4 separate regions of the Mus musculus genome follow, and all the other regions are linked to region 1. A link is a contact called in public ChIA-PET data. All regions are on one chromosome and are shown on one strand. The core of a region is the stretch at or near the end of the contact, and the rest is flanking DNA. Distances in the headings are between cores, read along the strand shown. Region 1 overlaps Fam114a1 (family with sequence similarity 114, member A1). Region 2 has its middle 22 kb from the start of Ube2k. Region 3 overlaps Tbc1d1 (TBC1 domain family, member 1). Region 4 holds the start of Ube2k (ubiquitin-conjugating enzyme E2K).

Region 1 (3,587 bases), core at 77-2,576:
AGAGGTAACCTGCAGGTGTCAATCCTCTCCTTCCACCACATGGCTCCTGGGATCAAACTTAACTCATCAGGATTGGCAGCGGCACCTGTAACCACTCATTCATCCTGCTGGGCTGAAAAAGTTTCCCTTGTGCCTGGCCATGCCAAGACATGAAGACTCTCTTGGATGTATTTAACCATCTACAAATCTTGAAGACCTTTTTTTTTTTTCAGATATTTGGGGATGCTAGTAAAAAGTTTGCTGTGTTCACCAGTTAAAATATATTCCTGCAATTTGGAATGCTAATTAGCCAACCATCAGCTGTTAATGGAGGCAGAGATAATAGGATTGCTTATTACGGCTGCCTCTGGAGCCTGGGTTTCCTAATGAGAATGCCCTGCTGACCTGGACTGTACATATTTTATTGGAATGCTGACAGCTCTCAGATTGTAGCTTAATCTAAGAAGCCTACATAATAGCATACTATGTATGTAAGAGTGTTCTAAAAATAACCGAAGTCATAATACTGAATGCTGACAGTAAGTAAAAATGGAAAGATAGGGCAGCGGCAGTGCTGTGCTTTGGATATAGTTTGAGTTGGCTCCCTAAGGGATGGGGTTAGAAGGTTGGTTCTCAGTGCAGAGATATTGGGAAACTGTACCTCTGGCAAGTAGGGCCCAGTGGGCATTCCTAGGGTTCCTGGGAAAGCTGTCCTCAGAAAGGATTAAGGTGCCTCTTGTGAGACTCTTGAGCTCTCACAAGAATGGGTTGTTAAAAGGATGAGCCTAAGCAAGTAGTTGTTCTCTGGCTTCCTGTTTTGAGATGTAATTCCTTCCTCATGAGCTCCCACTACTGGGACAGCATCCACCTTGAGACCCTCAGCAGAACCAAGCCAGGTCTGGAGCTTGCCTTGAAGTCTCCAGAACTGTGAACTCAGTAAACACTTTTTCCTTATAAAATGTGCCTGCCTCTGATATTTTGTTATAGTAAAGAAGAGTGAACGGGCACCAATGCTATGAAACTAGAGTGCTTTAAATCTAAATCTGTTAAGTTTCAAATCCTACTGAGAGTTCAGGCAATGAAAGCCTAACATGAGTCTGTAGCTTGACAACAAGGAAGTCACTGTGACTTTGATGCAGATGGCTTCATAAGGTGGTGGCGGGAGGACTCTTGCTGTCTTTGATGGAGAGGTGATGACAGGAGTGGGTACAGAAGATCAGCATCATGCTGAAGAGTTGGAGAAGAAACATAATGGAGCATAAAGCTGAGAGGTTTGAGAGAAACCCCTTGTTCCTGTTGAGGTGCTGTGGTGGAGACACTGTGGGCATAGTTAAATGTGAGAAGTCACTGTTGGGAGAAAAAGGAAGCCAAGAGACCTCAAACCAGCCCAGGGTGGGGCAGTGTCAGGTGGTAAGGATAGTGGTAACTAAAAGGATGACACTGTTCCCATGACAACAGAAGAATGAACCCATGGTCCCTTGGCTTGGGTATCCTTCAATTTGGGTTTAGATGGGTTTTGGTGTAAGCTGATGTGTGTATTGTATAAAAAGGAGATCTACTTAGATGCTTAATTTGATTTAAATAGTTAGTGTTTAGTTTATTAAGACTGCAATTTTAAACACTCAATTCTTCATCCCAAAAATCATAATTCTATATATAAGCCTAGCAAAATTGAGCAGCAGTTTTCTAGGGAAATTTGTTTAATATTTGATTCTTTTTTTTCCTATTGACTTGAATGTTTTAATTGTAATATATTCTATTTCCTTTCAAGTGCCTCATCTATAGATTACAAAACCTTGTTGAGTACTTCATAATTGTTATACAAGCTATTAAATATATAAAGTGGGCTTAAAGACCTAAATGTTAATACAGTATTCCTAAATGTGGGCCATTTCAGCTAAAGTCTGTGATGTGATAATTCAGCTGGTCATTGTAAATTGGTTTTCAAACCTTGTGACCCTGTTAACTTTCATAAATATCAGTAGGACAGAAAAGGTCAAATGTGCACAAAAAAGCATTAATAGCGTGGCTTTGGTGCTTTAGCCTTTCCACATTTAAGTTTTAAATCTTCCTAGAGTTGGAAAAGGTTTACTCATGAGGAAAGAAAATTACTTGGAAATAACTGAGGCCATTGCGAGTCTGACCTTCTGACAGAGCAGCAGGCACCCAGGCAGGACACCTGCAGCCTCATTGCTGCATTGAGGATCCTTATGACAGGTTATCTGTGCTGTGAGTTACAGGACTTAAGGAAGACCTGGTCTCGTGGGTCTAATGACAGGCATCCCCGGTATGAGATCTACACGGTACCTGATTCCTCATCTCTCCTGGGGATGGGACTTCCAGATTGGTCTTTGATCTTAACACAGAAATATATATATATATATTTCCACCTACATGTGAATGGTCCTTGTGTTTGACAGACCCCTCTAGATATTTACCTTGTACCTATAGTTTTGAACTGGTTCGCCTAAATTAAATAGTTTATTTTCCCAGAGCTCTGACTCAGGGTCTCACACAAACTAGGCAGATGCTTTGTGACAGAGCCACACTCCAGCCTCAGTAAATGATGTGGTCATTTGGGTGGTGGTGATGGTAGTGTTAGGAGTGGAACTTGGGCCTTACTCAAACCAGGAGAATGCTGTACCACTAAGTCACAGGACCAACCTAAAAAGTATTTTCTATTTGATATTAGGTGGGATACTAGACATTTAGATGTCTTCTCTATTTAAGGAACTTTGAACTTGATGGAATCCCCTGCATAGTTAAATATTCTTAGGATCACACAATGGATGCCGTTGTTCAAAGGACCAATTGTGTTTTATTTTTTGTTTAAATTTTATTTATTATATGTAGATGGGTGTTTTGTCTATATGTATGTCTATGCAACACATGCATGCCTAGTGCACACAGATTTCAGAAGAGGCCGTTCGATCCCCTGGGACTGCAGTTATAGATGGTTGCCAGTCGCCATGTGAATGCTGGGAATTAAACCTAGGTCCTCTGAAAAAGCAGCCAGTGCTCTTAACTGCTGAGGCATCTCTCTAGCCCCTCTAATTATGATTTAGATGTCCTCGATCAATCCAAGTCTGATTTGCCCCAACTATACAAGGTCATTCTTCTGATTTTATGGGAAGGAGAGAAAAACAACAACATAGTGAGTTCTCATAGGATGCCTTCTGCTTTCTGAGTTAGGCCCCGAAGGTCTGTGTTAAAGGAGGTGAGAGCTATCTAGGTGAAAGGTGAGAAACAAAGCTTTCCAGCAGCATTTAATAATGTGAGAAGCAAGTTGATGCACTCTGCTTATTTCGTCTTGTGTGTGTGTGTGTGTGTGTGTGTGTGTGTGTGTGTGTGTGTGTGTGTGTTTGCGCGAATGTAGAGGTCAGAGGACTCGAAGGTTATTTCCTTCTGCCTTTATGTTGATTCCAAGAGTTGAACTCATGTCATTAGACCTACATGGAAGTACCTTTACCCCCTGAGCCATCTCATGGGACTTATGCGACTATTTTATAGGCTTCTAAGTGTGTCACCTAATGACCAGTTAGTGGAGACAATACTTAGGATATATAATTCATGGTTGATATTTATTTAGTTTATATTTTTTGTTAAAT
Region 2 (3,471 bases), core at 440-2,939, 520 kb after region 1:
ACCTTTAATCCCAGCACTTGGAACAGCAAGAACTATAGAGCTATCTCTCCAGCATACACACACACACACACACACACACACACACACACACACACACACACACACACATATGTATGAGTCTTTTGTCTATATGATACACCATGTGCCTGCCAGGTGTCCCCAAAGGTTAGAAGAGGGCATCAGACAATTATTTACAAATGGGAAATATAATAGAGACGAGGCAAGGGTTAACCTAACTGCTAGTTTGAACTTCACTTTGCATTCCTGAAGGGAAGCCAGCAAGAGTTCATTGCCAGTCCTTTGGGACCTCCCTTTATTACACCCATGAAGCACTGTGCTCCTGGCCATGATCCTGTCCTACAACAGCCAGCCTCTATCTAGTTCACCGCACTCAGATGTACAACTCTCCTGTCCGTGGGCATCCTTTTCCTTTGGGTCTTCTCAATCAGCCCTAGTGGAGGTCCTGTGGTTTTCAGAACAGAACCTCTAAGAGTGGAGAAAAGCCAGTACACATCACTGAAGTTGACTGTGTTCTTAATTTTAATCTGTTGCTCTTGGAGAGAGACTTCTTAAGAATTTTTCACCATATATGCTAACAAAAACCATTTTTAAGCTGGGCATGGTAGCACATATCCCATCATCTGTGAAGCTGAGGCAGACAAATCTTGGTGAGTTGAAGGCCAGCCTGGTCTACACGTAGCCAGCTTCAGGCCAGCCAGTGCTATATTAGTAAAACCCCCGTCTCAAGCAAACTTCCAAACAAAACAAATGCCCCATTTACCAAAAAGAAAGAAAGAAAATTTCTGCAAAAGTCTAAAAGGTCTAAAAACCTCTGGTCTCTAGTAACATTCTGGCATTCTGGACTTTAACTCTGTATGCAGTTACACTAATAGTCATATATAAATCTACTTCACAAGGACTCGCTTTAATGACTTTTTAAAAAGACATCAGACACTAAGTTCACACTGAACAATGTGTTCTTAGTCATCATGAGGACCCTGTTCAGTTAATAGGTTCCTTATGATTTTTCTTCTGTCCCTGCAAAGTGCTTGAGGCCATTACAGAATAACTAACTGGCGATGGGAATTCCCCATGAACTCAGATGGACACTAGCTTCAAATTGTATTCCTTGGATCTCTCCTTCCTCCTAATAAGGGATGAGAAAGAGGACTCAAAAAAAAAAAAGATTTAAAAAATAAATCTCAAAGGCTTTAGGCAGAAGATCATGAGCTCAAGTCTAGCCTGTACTATGTGGAAATAAAAGGTGAGAGCTGGAGAGAGTGGAAGAGGCTGGTAGCCTACATGCTTGGCTCAATCGTCAGCACCTACTGGTCTTCTGTGTCACTCATTGCACAGGCAAGGAGTAGAACTGGCTCAGCAGGAAATGGGCTGTGGCACACTCAGGAGCCTCCTCTCCCCTACTGTACACAAAGACACTTTTTAAATAAGTCTTTGAAAAGGAAGTAGGACTTGATTGTCTGAAATGTCAGTTTGACAGAAGACTGGTTATTGAGGAACTGTTCTGCCCAGATGGTTCAACCTCCAGTGCAATGCTCCATCATCTAGTTGGAATATTTGATCTTTGTGACACAGTTCACATACTTTCCCAAGACCCCCAACTATGACTCTCTCCATATTCTGAGACACAGCTACACACCAAACATATTGTATTTGCTTTGGACACGTCAGTGACTTTCAGATCCTGTTTCCTTCCCAAGGTGATTAACAAAGAGTAACCGATGAACAGATGTCAACCACAGGACGCTTCCTGAAACTTAAATCATATCCTAAACAGCTCTCTGGCTCCCCGAGTGTGTGTGTGTGTGTGTGTGTGTGTGTGTGTGTGTGTGTGTGTGTGTGTGTGTGTGAGAGAGAGAGAGAGAGAGAGAAGCACCTTTTTAAAATGTGCATCAAGTGGACTGGAGAGATAGCTCAAAGTTTGGACACCTGCTGCTCTTTCAGACAATCCAAGCTCTTCTTCTGGCCACTGTGGACATCTGCCCATTCACACCCATATATGGTCACACAGACACCCCTTACACCCACTAGAAAAAAAAATCAAACAACAATTAAACAAATAAAAATGCATCACTTGGGTCACCGAACTGCTCTGTGGATAAAAGTGCTTTCTGACATCCCGGAGAATCTGAGTTCGATTTCTGGGATCCCTATGATGGAGGGAGACACCCAACTCCCAAAACCCCATATGTGCTGGGATGCAGTGGTGTGTGCATGCACACACTAAATACAATAACAAAAAGCCCACCAAGCACTAGATGTGGTGGGACAATAGACTGTGGTGGCACAGTGTTGTAATCTTAGATCTTGGGAGATAAAGGCAGGAGGATCAGGTTGTCCTTTACCATGGAAGTTCAAAGCCATCCCGAAACACATCCCTGTCAACCCTGTCTAGACAATCAAGTTACTAAAATCAAACAACCCATGCCAGCTCAGTTTACCGTCCTTCAGCATCCCTTCAACCCCTGAGTCTCCCCTGAGGAGGTGCGCAGACACAGTCACTGCTTCCTTCCTACCAATCAAAACAGCTTTGCATAGCCATGGGAACCCAACCCCTCATTCTTGTCTTCCTTCCTCACCGATCCTGATGCATTTCTAGTCTTCTCCCTTTATAAATGAGTTTCTTGGTACAGCACAGCCAAGGACCGTGGCAAAGAAATCAGTCCCCAGTCATTTGTTTTCTCTTGTTTTTTTCCCTCTGCCTGCTTCTCCTTACTGCCTCTTGCAGCTTTCTGGTTTCTATGCCTGTTTTATTGACTTCACATTTTTCAGTACTACCTCAGTGCCCCTCCCTTTCTCATTCACTTTGAATTGCTGAGTGCATTGTGGAAGTGTACATTTTAAAATTTGTCATGGTGTACTTTTGTTCAAAGTCTTGATTAGAAATTGGGCTAGAGGGCTGGAGAGATGGCTCAGCGGTTAAGAGCACTGACTGCTCTTCTGAAGGTTGTGAGTTCAAATCCCAGCAACCACATGGTGGCTCACAACCATCTGTAATGAGATCTGGTGCTTCTTCTGGGGTGTCTAAAGACAGCTACAGTATACTTACATATATATAATAAATAAATAAATCTTAAAAAAAAAAAAACTCTCCAGACAGCAAGGAAACGCTTGGAAAAGAAAAAAAAAAGAACTTGGGCTAGAGGAGAAATTTCAGAATCAAGAAATTTGTATTCTGGTCACTTTCTGCCTCTGTAGAGACATGGTGCCTTTTGTGTTATAACCATATTTTGTATTTACACCATGTTTATGTGCACAAGATTATCCCCATTTCAGAGGGAAAAGTCACGAAACCTCAGTTTACTGGTGGGTTTCTGACAATAGTCTGTGATGGTTAATTTTCATTGTCCACTTGATTTGATTTAGAATCTGGGAAACATATCTCTGGGTATGTCTGTGAAGATTTTTTTTCCCAGGGGGGTTTTAGAGAAAAAGAATTACCAACTCTGAGTG
Region 3 (3,294 bases), core at 139-2,638, 690 kb before region 1:
CAATGGAGGACTATAAGCCCATCTTCCTCAGTGGCTATTGAATTCTAAGATCAGCAGGTGACTCCAGCCAGCTCACTGTGGGTACAGCTCAGTGTGGGTACTGGGGACCAAAACTGTGTCCTCTGCAAGAACAGTACATGCTCTTAGCACCAAGCCATTTCTACAGACACTGATGGTAAGCAAGGTGGAAAGATTCTTTTTGTACTTGATTAAATCTTGTCATCAATACCCTAAGGCTATAGATTGTAAAAAGTTCTTCTTGATAGCCTGGAATTTTTTTTTCATGTTTAAACAAAACAAGAAAATTCTTATAGTGCCTCACTTTATATATGAGAAGACCGAGACCCATAGCCCCAGTGCTCACAGCAGTCTTCATTTGTCCTTTAATAGCTCCAGTGCTCACAGCAGTCTTCATTTGTCCTTTACTTAGAAGAGTCTGGGATCAGTGTTCTTTGGGGACCATTTACAGAGTAGCCTGTCAGATGCTTGGAGATGGGCTAGCATGGTCTAGCATGGGCTAGCGGGGCTGCCCTGCTTGTCTCCTCTCAGCTCCGTGCCTGGTCCCTATCTCAGCTCCTTGTTGTGTCAGATGTGTTATGGTCACTGTGGAGCTGTGAGGGGGCAGCATTGCACAGCTCCTCAGAGCTCAGGCCTCCCACACAAGGCAGAAGTGGGAGTCTTCAGAAAAGAACGGGGAACTTTCCACACACATCCACACGGAGATGCTGAGCTCTGGACTGCTGTGATGTCAAAGTGATGGGACCTTTGGGAGGCCGCGGGCTTACAGAAGTCTTCCTCATGCCGGGCCTCTTCCTCTCATGCCCTCCTCCCCTTCCCAGCTGTGGTGCTCCAGAGGGGAATCTGTAGGCTCTTTCCACTGCCCCGTTCCAGCCTGCAAGCCTTTGTTTTCAAAGCAAAGCAAAACTCTAGGCCTGGTGTGAGAGGGCACTCCCATAGTCTCTGGAGGCTGAGGCAGGAGGAGCAGAGAGTTCAAGGGCAGATTGTACCACATTGCAAGACTTGTTTAAAAGGAAAAAAACTAAAAAGTAAGATTCCATGCTGGTTACTAAGACCCGCTGTGATAATAATTTGCTTCTGGCCATTTGAGAGAAAGTGGGTGACCTTGGAGGTACTTGGGTGACCTTGGAGGTACTTGTGTGACCTTGGAGGTACTTGGGTGACCTTGGAGGTACTTGGTGACCTTGGAGGTACTTGCGTGACCTTGGAGGTACTCGCAGATCAGAGTAGTGCCCTGGCATTGGTTTGTGTGTAAAACACACACTTACACCTCGAAGCGGCTGAGATGCTCAGCTTTGGTTGTGAGTTTCCTCTTGTAAAAGTGAAACCCTTAAAGCCATTAGCACCCTCCCCTGTCCCCAGCCCACACTAACCTTTGTTCTACTTTCTATTTCTATGAATGTGGCTACTTTACATGGTTCCTGTGAAAGGCAGCCTTTGTCTTCTTGTTTCAAGTTTATTTAAGTAGTTTCCTCTTGCTAGCTCATAGCAGGTTTTCCCTTTCAAGGTCAAATTATACCTGCAGTGTTTTGTGTGCCACGTGTGGTTTTGCTTACTTATATTGACTGGCCTTTTTTAGTACCCATTTCTTAGCAGTTGTGACTAACTGTGAACCTTGGTGCAAATGCCAGAAGTGAGGCGCCTGACCAAATGACCCTTGTATTTTTAATGTGCCACACTCTTTTCACAGCATTGGTGCTTTCCCGGTGCCCTAGGGTTCCACACACACACACACACACACACACACACACACACACATCTTCTCTTGCTATTTTCTGGTTAATTTGCTAGTGGTCAGTCTAGTGAGGTGATTACCCCATTGTGGCTCCTCTGTGACCTGTGTGGCTAACACTGGTTTTGCGATGTCCTCCATAGATATGCAGGTATAGCATAGAGTAATGACAGCGTCTACCTGATAGGAGGGATGTGGACCAGTCAGTGGAAGCTGTAATCACATAGGATGCAGACAGCCTCTTCTCTTTGGGGATTTAGAAAACAAAAGTAGGCACCTCCCCTACAAATGGCAGCCACATTGTTCAGCTTTGTTTTCTGACACAAACTCTTGCAGTGTAGGCCAGACCAGCCTTGACCTCAGAAGTCCTCCTGAGTGCTTGGATTATAGGCTTTACTGCCACACCTATGTTCAGCTCACACTTAACATCACAGAGGCTGTCATTTTTGCAGAAGAGTCATATTGTCAAAAAGACATCTTCTGGTCCCTTAGACTATGTGTGGCCATTTGCTTGGTTGCCTCAGTCTGCCAGCTGCCTCAACAGTTGCGGATACCTAAGGACGATGCTGTCTCTTAAGCTGATATGTCCAGGATGTTTGCCTGGTCAGGAAAGCCTTAGTGCTGTGTTTTCCATGGAGAGAGGCCACAATTTCACATTTAACAAGCTGAACATTATAGGAGTCGGGCAAGGACTGGGTCCACTAGTTTAAACTTCTGTTTCATAGCATCCCTCTATGCTTAAACTTCCTCATCCCCTCTTCCGAGCAAGCACAAAAGTGTTTCCCAACTCACAGGCTTCCTTTCATGGATTCCAGCCTTAGATCACACCCAGATAAGCATTGTGTAATAGGTGGGCGGGACTAGAATTTCAGCGACATATACCCACAAGGCAGGTGGGCGGGGGAGGAGGGCAGCAGAGGTCCTGGCTACAGCTGTGAGCCACTCAGGCCTGCGGTCCAGCAGCGACTTAGATAAAGGTCCCTGTGGAATTCCGGTTGTTCCCTAGCCATGGCTTTTCTGACTCTTCCCTTGCTCACACATTTCTTCCCTGTACTCCTCCTGGGACTTTCTCCCTGAGAGTCTTCTCACACCGCCTGCTTCCTTTCCTACGTTCTCCCGTGCCCCAGCACTTATGAATGTCTGCCCTGCATGGGCTGCCACGTGACTCTGCTCGTTCTTCCGTAGCTTCTGGATATAAAGCTTCATCTCTGCCACGTGACTCTGCTCGTTCTTCCGTAGCTTCTGGATATAAAGCTTCATCTCCGGAGCGGAGTGGAGTCCCCAGTGCACCCCAGCTTGCCCTTCACCATTGCCCTGCTTCAGAGCCTTGCCACAACACGCATATGCTCAGGGGCTTCAGACCCTGCACCCCATCATGGCAAAGACTTAGTCGCCAGAGAGCTGCTTGGAGTGCAGTGCTAGCAAATGCTAACATGCAGCAGGAGTTCAAGGGCAGGCCGGGGGAGAGTATAAGGAAGTATTAGGAGTGTGTGTCCTTGGGAAGTTCCACTGTAGCAAGCTTGCCCATTAAAAGTGTATCTTGT
Region 4 (3,177 bases), core at 327-2,826, 550 kb after region 1:
TAAGAGCACTGACTGCTCTTCTGAAGGTCCTGAGTTCAAATCCCAACAACCACATGGTGGCTCACACCCATCTGTAACAAGATCTGATGCCTTCTTATGGACGTCTGAAGATAGCTACATAGCTACAGTGCACTTACATATAATATAAATATAAAAAGAAAAAAAAAAAGAAAAATTGAACTCTTAGAAGTTTAAACAACCTCCTTATCTCACAGATGAGGGAAACATGATTCTCGAACTGATGGTCCTCCTGCTTCTGACTCCCAATCTAGGATTACAAGCTTGTACCACCACACTCAGCTAGCATTAGTCTTAAAATGGAATACGGAACTGATCGATTAGGTGAATACATGAAACATATTCCTACAATAACACCTTCATAATTTCAAAATGTTATTTTCTTTCTTTTTTTTTTATTTTTACTTTTTTGGTTTTTCCAGACAGGGTTTTTCTGCATAGCCCTGGCTGTCCTGGAACTCACTCTGAGACCAGGCTGGCCTCGAACTCAGAAATCCGCCTGCCTCTGCCTCCTGAGTGCTGGGATTAAAGGCGTGCGCCACCATGCCCGGCGCTCAAAATGTTATTTTCAAAGTACCTCTCAGCACCCACACCATATTGTTTTAAACTCTACTAACCACTTTCAAATAGCCTCTCCACGTTATTGCTCAATTAAATAATTTTACTCGTTTCTCTTTTCTCCACTCAACTATATTCACTCAATACAAGCGCCAAACACCTTTGTAAGTTTAAAGCTCTTTCGGCCTTCTATTTCTTCAACTGTCACTATAATAAATACAGTTCTTCACATGCTTAATCCAGTCATTCCCACAGCGTGGCCGCTGAAAAACGGGCAGCAGGGAGCTTGCTAGGAATGCCAATTCTTAGGTCCATCCACACTCTAGAGATAGGTGCTAACAATCTTAACCAGCTCTCCAGGGATTCCGAGGCACTTTCAAGTTTGAAAAACACCTTAGTTCTGCAGTTCAGCATTGATTATCTAAACAGGGCAAAGATGTAACTTCTGGCTTTTAAACCCATCACAGGCCTCTTTCTGGCAACACCTGTATCAATTACAAGCCGTGGGACACAACCATTACACAACCTTAAACATCTGTAATACCTGAGATGACCGAATAATAGTTGCCTTATCATGGTTCCAGAACAAAAGCTACGGCAGTGGATTTCCCGGGGGTTTACCAACGGACGCTGGGCAGGACCCAGTTCCTGCATAGCTTTTTCCTCCGCTAGACACAGGGAGGCACTTCGAGCCCGTGGGTTCTGGGTCTGGCCGAGTTAGAGCGGGGCTCGGCCCGGCTAGGGCCGGGGACACCCGCCAGGCCGGGCTCCCACCTCGGGTCCCAGCCTAGGGACTGGAGGTCTCTCTGTAAAGGAGGCCGAGGGGCAGGGGAGGACCCGGCAGGCCCAGACCCCGCGGACAGGCCGCGAAGCCGCACCCTCCTGGCCCCAGCCGCCGGCAGGGCGGAGCCACGCGGCCGAAGCCCCGGCTGAGACGCGCGGCGCGGCGCGGCGCGGGCTCGCTGCTGGAGACGTATGGGGCTCCCACTGGAGCGGCTGCGCCGCCCGGTCGGGTCAGCGTGGTGCGCATGCGCGGACCCGGCGCCATTTTGGTGGCCGGGCGCGGAGGTGATTCTACAGTGAGGAGGAACGCGACGGCGAGGGTGGCAGTGGCAGCGTTCGTGTGCTCGGGTCTGAATCGCTGAGGGAGGAGGCGGCGGCGGAGGAAGAGGTGGCAGCGGTGGCGGTGGTCGTAGCGGTGGCGGAGGAGGCGGGTACGAATCAGCTGCGGGCAGAGACATGGCCAACATCGCGGTGCAGCGAATCAAGCGGGAGTTCAAGGAGGTGCTGAAGAGCGAGGAGGTCAGGAACGAGCTACCGGACGCCCCCATCTCAGCCCCGGGCGGCAGGGCCCCTTCCTTCCGCGACCCCCGGCGGGCCCTGGCCGGCTTCGCTGCGGCCGCCTCTCTGCCTCTGGGGAAGCGGCGGCCTCCCCTCCTCCTCCCGCCGCCTTTCCCTCCCCTCCCCGGGCCCTGGGAGAGGCGGTCTCGCGGGCGGCTGGCCGGCCGGCCGGCCTGGGGAGGAACGGGGTTTGGAGGGCCGATGCCGAAGCACTCGTCGGGGGCACGTGAGCTCTAGAGGGAGCCCCGAGGCGGTGGCGGCAACATCTGGAAGTGTGACTAGGCGGTGGGGAAGAAGGAGCAGGCCGAGAAAACCCGGGAAGTGGGTTGGGGGAAGGGGAAAGGTAGTAACTGGATCCCCCGGCCGCAGCGCACCCCCCAGGCCCACGCTTTTCGGGGTGTTCTGGAGATCGCCGGCCGGGGCCTTTGCTGTCTTCTCCTTGGGGAAGGAACCTCCACAGTCTTTAGGTATAGACGAGGGGAAGACTTTGAGTTACTCCCTTCCAGTGTAGTGTTGGGGGAAAGGGAGACATAATGGGAAGGGAACTGAAACAATTTCCACTACAGATAGAGAAATAATTCCGAATGAGGTGGTAATCTCTTTTCTACGGACCCAGCCCGTAACTAGGCCTCATCATTGACATTTAAAGCTTTTAGTCTGGTCAAAGGCAAGTTGTTTGTTAATTAAATGATTTGAAGTAGGGAGAATAATGGAGTGTCTGAGTAGCCTATTTCAGAATACTGTTTACCAGTGTCAGGCTCTCCTAGGGCAATGCCTCTGTGACTAGTGTTGTACTGTGAAACTTCATTATGATGTCCCTCATAGTTAACTTGAGTCTCACTTTTAAAAACAGGCCTATTAAAAAACAAGGGATTTCATCAGATAACACGTTATTGTAGTTCACTATTGAGTTAGGTTTATTTTTTTGACACAATATTATAGCAGGAAATAGCATATTAAGAAAAATAAAACTCCTAGTACATTGTAAGTCTTGCAAATTTTAAGTACATTAATGCTTGCCAAATTTATTTATGTGAAATATTGAGAGTGATTGAATAATTTTACTCATCTGTAAAAGTAATAGTACAACTTTTTCCACCTAAATCGACAAAAATGCTAGCTTTTCTATGATTGAACTTAACAACAAAATTCTGTAAGTAATTATTTTTTTCAGGTTTACATGTTTTTCTTCTAGGCTTGCTTGATGCTTTGATAATGTCAATTATGATCTTTAAAATTAAGCCTTTTAAGCACATGAGG

What was found. ChIA-PET counts read pairs in DNA pulled down with a chosen protein or histone mark.
Region 2: a contact with region 1 is called in an RNA polymerase II ChIA-PET map of memory CD8 T cells, with 6 read pairs. The contact joins two enhancer-like sites. A contact is called at or near these places in 1 of 484 Hi-C or Micro-C datasets (cardiomyocytes), 2 of 115 datasets of contacts at active chromatin or transcription factors (memory CD8 T cells and pancreatic cancer cells) and 1 of 9 other capture datasets (embryonic stem cells).
Region 3: a contact with region 1 is called in an RNA polymerase II ChIA-PET map of memory CD8 T cells, with 19 read pairs. The contact joins two enhancer-like sites. A contact is called at or near these places in 2 of 484 Hi-C or Micro-C datasets (adipose-derived mesenchymal stem cells and embryonic stem cells) and 2 of 115 datasets of contacts at active chromatin or transcription factors (memory CD8 T cells and pancreatic cancer cells).
Region 4: an RNA polymerase II ChIA-PET map of memory CD8 T cells shows a contact between it and region 1, with 31 read pairs. The contact joins the promoter of Ube2k here to the enhancer-like site in region 1. A contact is called at or near these places in 2 of 39 promoter capture datasets (hippocampal neurons and pre-B cells), 1 of 484 Hi-C or Micro-C datasets (cardiomyocytes), 2 of 115 datasets of contacts at active chromatin or transcription factors (forebrain and memory CD8 T cells) and 1 of 9 other capture datasets (embryonic stem cells).

The regions. Positions count from the first base shown.
Region 1 is chr5:64,988,850-64,992,436 of GRCm38.p6, forward strand. The region is part of intron 2 of Fam114a1 (family with sequence similarity 114, member A1); the gene reads left to right. Gm32374 (a long non-coding RNA gene) reads right to left here. Exons shown (of 3, transcript XR_003955930.1): 3 at 3,542-3,587. Among named protein-coding and RNA genes, the nearest start is that of Mir574, 20 kb to the left of the region's middle. Within about 2 kb of position 1,327, at least 43 of the 459 cell types and tissues checked have an H3K27ac peak or open chromatin away from gene starts, as enhancers often do. A contact at or near this core is called in memory CD8 T cells, where this site is marked.
Region 2 is chr5:65,513,407-65,516,877 of GRCm38.p6, forward strand. It overlaps a transcript of Smim14 not described here. Among named protein-coding and RNA genes, the nearest start is that of Ube2k, 22 kb to the right of the region's middle. Within about 2 kb of position 1,690, at least 101 of the 459 cell types and tissues checked have an H3K27ac peak or open chromatin away from gene starts, as enhancers often do. A contact at or near this core is called in memory CD8 T cells, where this site is marked.
Region 3 is chr5:64,295,878-64,299,171 of GRCm38.p6, forward strand. All of the region lies in intron 14 of Tbc1d1 (TBC1 domain family, member 1), which reads left to right. Among named protein-coding and RNA genes, the nearest start is that of Gm38634, 40 kb to the left of the region's middle. Within about 2 kb of position 1,389, at least 169 of the 459 cell types and tissues checked have an H3K27ac peak or open chromatin away from gene starts, as enhancers often do. A contact at or near this core is called in memory CD8 T cells, where this site is marked.
Region 4 is chr5:65,535,669-65,538,845 of GRCm38.p6, forward strand. It overlaps Ube2k (ubiquitin-conjugating enzyme E2K), which reads left to right and starts at 1,577. Exons shown (of 7, transcript NM_016786.4): 1 at 1,577-1,878. The coding sequence starts at 1,816. It also overlaps a transcript of Smim14 not described here.